Linked DNA regions of Sus scrofa: region 1 is linked to region 2. A link is a contact called in public Hi-C data. All regions are on one chromosome and are shown on one strand. Each heading gives the region's core, a stretch centred on a gene start, on an enhancer-like site or on the middle of the called end of the contact. The rest is flanking DNA. Distances are from core to core; before and after follow the strand shown. Region 1 has its middle 210 kb from the start of MAP3K8. Region 2 has its middle 11 kb from the start of BAMBI.

Evidence for each region. Hi-C and Micro-C count contacts between places; a contact is called where the count stands out from the background.
Region 1: a contact with region 2 is called in a Hi-C map of omental adipose tissue, with 2.7 times the contacts expected there. The contact joins two enhancer-like sites. A contact is called at or near these places in 15 of 47 Hi-C or Micro-C datasets (adipose tissue, blood, embryonic fibroblasts and 10 more) and 1 of 2 datasets of contacts at active chromatin or transcription factors (skeletal muscle).

The regions. Positions count from the first base shown.
Region 1 is chr10:40,538,002-40,540,747 of Sscrofa11.1, forward strand. No RefSeq gene overlaps it. Among named protein-coding and RNA genes, the nearest start is that of MAP3K8, 210 kb to the right of the region's middle. Within about 2 kb of position 1,355, at least 2 of the 83 cell types and tissues checked have an H3K27ac peak or open chromatin away from gene starts, as enhancers often do. A contact at or near this core is called in omental adipose tissue, where this site is marked.
Region 2 is chr10:40,041,322-40,044,073 of Sscrofa11.1, forward strand. No RefSeq gene overlaps it. Among named protein-coding and RNA genes, the nearest start is that of BAMBI, 11 kb to the right of the region's middle. Within about 2 kb of position 1,445, at least 1 of the 83 cell types and tissues checked has an H3K27ac peak or open chromatin away from gene starts, as enhancers often do. A contact at or near this core is called in omental adipose tissue, where this site is marked.

The DNA of each region.
Region 1 (2,746 bases), core at 105-2,604, 500 kb after region 2:
CAGGTCAGCCTTCACTGGAAACAGTCCACCAACTTCACCTCAAGGGTCAATTTCATAAAAATGCTCAGTTAGAAGAGCAGCCAAGAATGGTTCTTCAGCCTACAGCATCCAAGGCCATGAGAGCAGCCTGATTCCCAAGGTTCCCAGGCTACTCAGGGGGGTCTTGACCAAGCTGATCATAATTCAAACTTGAGAAACAAGAAACAGATGAGAAACTCCAATAAAGTATTTCAGGAGACAAATGAGCAGACTTGCAGTGCCAGGCAATGTAATGGATGATGAAGCTACAGTAATTAAACATATGTGCATTAGTACCCGAGTGGACAAAAAAAATAAATCGATGGACCAAGAATAGAATGTCTCGAAACAGACGCCAAAGTTCAATAGTATATATAGTATATGATAAAGGTAGTGTATCCACTTAATAAGAGACACATTGATTATTACTAGGTTGTACCAAGATAGTTGAACATGTTAAGAGATTTACCTCATAGTTTATACCAAGAGGAATTCCCAATGGATTAAAAAGATAAGGATCTAATATAAAATTATAAAAGATGAGATCCAACATTGTCTCTGTGGTGGCCCAGGTTCAAGCCCCGGCCTGGTGCAGTGGGTTAAGGATCCCACCTTTCTGCAGCTGCGGCTCAGATTCAGTTCCTGGCTGAGGAACCTCCATATGCCAAGGGTGCCACCAAAAAAAATAAATAAATAAAAGAAGGATCAATTCTGGCATCAAACCCATGAAAAAAGAGAAACATATGATAAAATGTACATTCACGAAGGTTTGTTTTTGACATAATATTGTCAAAATAAAAAGGGAAGAGTTAAAAACAAAAAACAAAAACAAAAACCCTAGCTCTCTAACTGTAGGTTTGGTTCATGAATAATTGTTAAGTCTATGAAATGAAATAATGGGGCTATTATCAAACACATTGTAGAGGAATAGTTACTGCTTTAAGAAAATTGATGATGGAGTTTCCGTTGGGGCTCAGTGGAAACGAATCATCTGACTAGTACACATGAGGATGCAGGTTCGATCTCTGGCCGCGCTCAGTGGGGAGCACCAGGCTTAGAAGGGGCGGAGATCAGAAACTGTAGAACCAACTGCACCGGAAAGGGAGAAGCGAGGAAGAGGGGGCCATGTTCCCAGTACCCTGGCCTCTGAAGTGCTGCCCCCAGACCCATGACCTTGCGCAGAATCCCGTGCCTCTCATGTCAGGCAGGCAAACCTGGTGAGAATCCCTGATGCCTATGCTCCTCCTCCAGTCTCCAGCTCGTAGTCCAGCGCTAGCCGTGTGGTCCAGGGTGCTCCTGGGATGCCAGCTCCTGCCATCAGTCCCTGGCCTTCCCTGCACTGTTCTTTCTGTGCCTGGGGCAGGGATCCAGTGAGCTGTACCCGAAAACAGGCTCAGGAAAGGCCAGGTCCCCTTCTGATAAGCAGAGGCACACACTGGTCCTTCGGTGGTCATCTCTGAGCATCACGGGCTCAGGGACATTACATTGAGGCACAAAGATGGATAAGGCACGACCCTGGCCCCCAAGAAACTGGCAGGCTGGAGGGAGCCCAGTCACCAGGTCACACTCCCGGGGACGGTGGCCCTTCTCCTAGAGGAAGACACCAAAACAGGGAAACACCAAGAAGCCCAAACCCTGCTTTTAATCTGCTCTTACACATTGGGGGAGGGGGGAGGGACAAAAAGCCACTTAGAAACCTACAGTAAAGGAAAAAACAAAAAACAAAAAAACCACGCAGGGGTTCCCTTTGCAGCTCAGCAGTTATAAAACCATTAGTACCCACCAGAATGTGATTCCAGCCCTGGCCTCAACATCAGTAGGTTAAGGATCCAGTGTCGTCCAAAGCTGTGTTGTAAGTCGCAGATGCAGCTCTAATCCCACCTTGCCATTGCCATGGCTGTGGCTAGGCTGGCAGGGGGCAGCTCTGATTCAACCCCTAACCTGGGAACTTCCATATGCCACAGGTGCGGCCCTAAAAAGAAAAAGAAAAAAGACAAAAATGCACACTAAAATCCACACCTCTTTCTGTCTTCCGGACTGGCATGTTTATTCCTCTGGAGTCCCCCCGCCCCCACCTCCCCCATCCACCCCTCCCCCACCCCGTCGTATTGTGAGCCCTGCTTATCTCAGCAGCTATGAAAACACCCATTTCTTGTATCCATTCCTTTTTTGTTTTAAATCTAGAAAGCAAAGAGTAAGTTTCCAAAAATAAAAATTAAGCGGCCCTTTAGAGTGCTCTGAAAGTTTGCGGAGTTATCCAGCTCTTAGACGTGAGGCTTAGAGCATGGAGAGTATGGTGTCACTTCTGATTGGACACGTGGGTGTGCATAAGCCTGACCAGGACCAGTTCCCCTAGTGATACAATTTGCACAAGAGTCTGAAGGATTAGCCCTCATATATGCATATATTGTACTCTTTTTTTTTTTGGTCTTTTTGCCATTTCTAGGGCTGCTCCCTCTGCATATGGAGGTTCCCAGGCTAGGGGTTGAATCGGAGCTGTAGCCACCGGCCTACACCAGAGCCACAGCAACACGGGATCCAAGCCTCGTCTACAACCTACACCACAGCTCACGGCAACGCCGGATCCTTAACCCACTGAGCGAGGCCTGGGATCGAACCCGAAACCTTGTAGTTCCTAGTCAGATTCGTTAACCACTGAGCCATGATGGGAACGCCTATTGTACATTTAAATATGTATGCAAGTGTAAAGGATTTAAAGTGTGTACAC
Region 2 (2,752 bases), core at 195-2,694:
AAATGCACAGGCTGGGTTCAGTGAGTCCCTTGCTGGTTCTGGAGGGTCCAGTCCCAGGTGCATCTCATGAGGGACTTATTAAGGACTGAAAATAATGTGTTGGCATTCCCGTTTCAGCTCAGTGGTGAACGAACTGAAGTAGTATCCATTAGGACGTGGGTTCGATCCTTGGCCTTGCTCAGTGCATTAAGGATCTGGTGTTTCCGTGAGCCCTGGTGCAGGTCTCAGATGCAGCTCGGATCTGGCTTTGCTGTGGCTGTGGCTGTGGCATAGGCTGACTGCTACAGCTTCGATTCCGACCCCTGGCTTGGGAACCTCCATACATCATGGGTGCAGCCCTAAAACGACAAAAAAAATAAATAAATAAAAAAAAGAAGAAAGAAAATGAAAGAAAGAAAGGCAGGAAAGAAAGAAAGAAAATGTGTTGGCAAAAGCTGGGAAAATAAACTATGATGATACCATGAAGATATGGGATCTACCTGGTTTTTTCTCCTCTTCCTTATCATTCCCTCCCCCTCCTCTGCCTTTATTGATCTGGAACCACGATATTGATATGAAATGGTTTATGAGGAAGTTTGTTAGGATCTGCAGAGTGGAACGCACATTTGTACCCATAGAAAGTTAAATCCATCCAGTTGTCAAGTGAAAGGAGATGAATGCCCATCAGAGAGAAAGGAAGGGACTTTTGGTAACGGGCATATGGAAGTTCCCAGGCTAGGGGTCCAATTGGAACTGCAGCTGCAGGCCTATGCTACAGTCACAGCAACACCATATCCGAGCTGCATCTGGGACCTACACAACAGCTCATGGCAACACCGGATCCTTAACCCACCGAACGAAGCCAAGGATCAAACCCAAATCCCCATGGATACTAGTTGGATTTTTAATGTGCTGAGCCAACATGGGAACTCCCAAATTTCTATTAGCTTAAAATGATTTTGGAGTTCTTGCTGTGGTACAGTGTGTTAAGGATATACATTTTATAATAAATATTTCATATATCAAAATTCATATTTATATATAAGTATATAAAATACACATTTATTTTATATACATAAATACACATATTTATATATAAGTATATAAGTATGTGTGTGTGTGTGTGTAGTGTTTTTTTACAAACACACCTCATTGTCTACTCATAAATCCCCCCCGGCCCTGTCTCTACACCTATCAGGAAGGTCACTTATAATTAAATGATTCCCGGATCCCATTTTGATCAAAGTTAAGCAACAGTAAAACCCTTTCCCATCCCACCCACTACCTTCTCTCCCTCCCCTGCTTTCACGTGCTTATTCTGAAGGCCCAGCTTAAGTGCCCGGAGGTAAGGGAGTAAAGGGAAAGAGGTTTTCGTGGGGTGAGACTGAGAACTACAGCCTGAGCAGGACAGGATGGCACAAGGATGGGGACAGCGGGTCCCCAAACCCTGCAGACTCTAGTCTGGGGGTGGGGAGATCTGTCCAGCCCAGAAGGGTCTGCCCCGTGGTCACTCAACTGGTTACAAGTGAAGGAGGCGGCAGGTGGGGGGCGTGGGGGGCTGCAGAGAACAGCTGAGAGGAGCCAGCAGGTGAGCGGGCAGCTGGGGCCCCGGACCTTGAGGCGGCGCTGAGTGGCCGCGGGAGGACCAAGCGCGGATGATGCGGTGTGTCTAGGACAGGGGCTGAGCGATGCCAAGGAGAGCAGCCGCTTGGCGCCTAGGCATCATTACATTCAATTAGGATAATTGGTGCCTCTCTCGGGCGTTCACTTCCCCGAGGGATCTCGCTCGCTCCCCTCTTTCCTGCCTTCCCCTCCCTCCTTCTCTCCTCTCCAGCCTCCCCCTCCCCTCTCAGATCTTTTCTTTTCCGACCTTCTCCATATCCGATTGACTGGCCCAAAATAGCGATGCTGCTGCTACTTTTTCTATTGGCAACAGAAACTTACAGAAATGTGCATGAGGCTTTATTTTATACTTAAACTTCTATCTCCAGGTATTTCTCTGCTTCCAGCCCAATAAACCGGGAACCAGGGCAAACATGTGGAGCTAACTTTTCTCAAACTTCCTGGATCTGTCAACAGGGAAGAGCCACCCTGGCTACTGCCCATCCCTATGGCCCACCCTCTTTCTCTACCTTCTCTTGCTGGGCTCTTGGCTGTCGAATGGAAACAAAAGGGTTTTAGACCTGCAGAGGCTTTGGTTATTCCTCAAGACAAAAATATAAAAACATAGGCTCTTTTCTCAGCATTATCGGCAACTATTAGGGCCTGAACTCACCTATTTCCAGAAAAATGGCAGGTCTTCATGGCATGACTTGAAGGATTAGGGAAAATGTTTCTACAAACGTTTGTTCAGATTAGTGGTGACGGGAAAAGAAGAATGGCGGTGTTGTAAGCATTTTGAGGGCTGGAGGCTCTTCAATAATCTTATTGATCTTCCATCAAAAAGAGTATAGCTCCTGGAGTTCCCATTGCGGTGCAGTGGTTAACAAATCTGATTAGGAACCATGAGGTTGTGGGTTCAATCCCTGGCCTTGCTCAGTGGGTTAACGATCCGGTGTTGCCATGAACTGTGGTGTAGGTCACAGACCTGGCTTGGATCCCGTGTGGCTATGACTCTGGTGTAGGCCGGTGGCTACAGCTCCAATTAGACCCTTAGCCTGGTAACCTCCATATGCTGTGGGAGCAGCCCTAGAAAAGGCAAAAAGACATTAAAAAAAAAAAAAAAAGAGTATGACTCCTGGAGTCCCCGTTGTGGGTTAGGGGGTTAAAGACC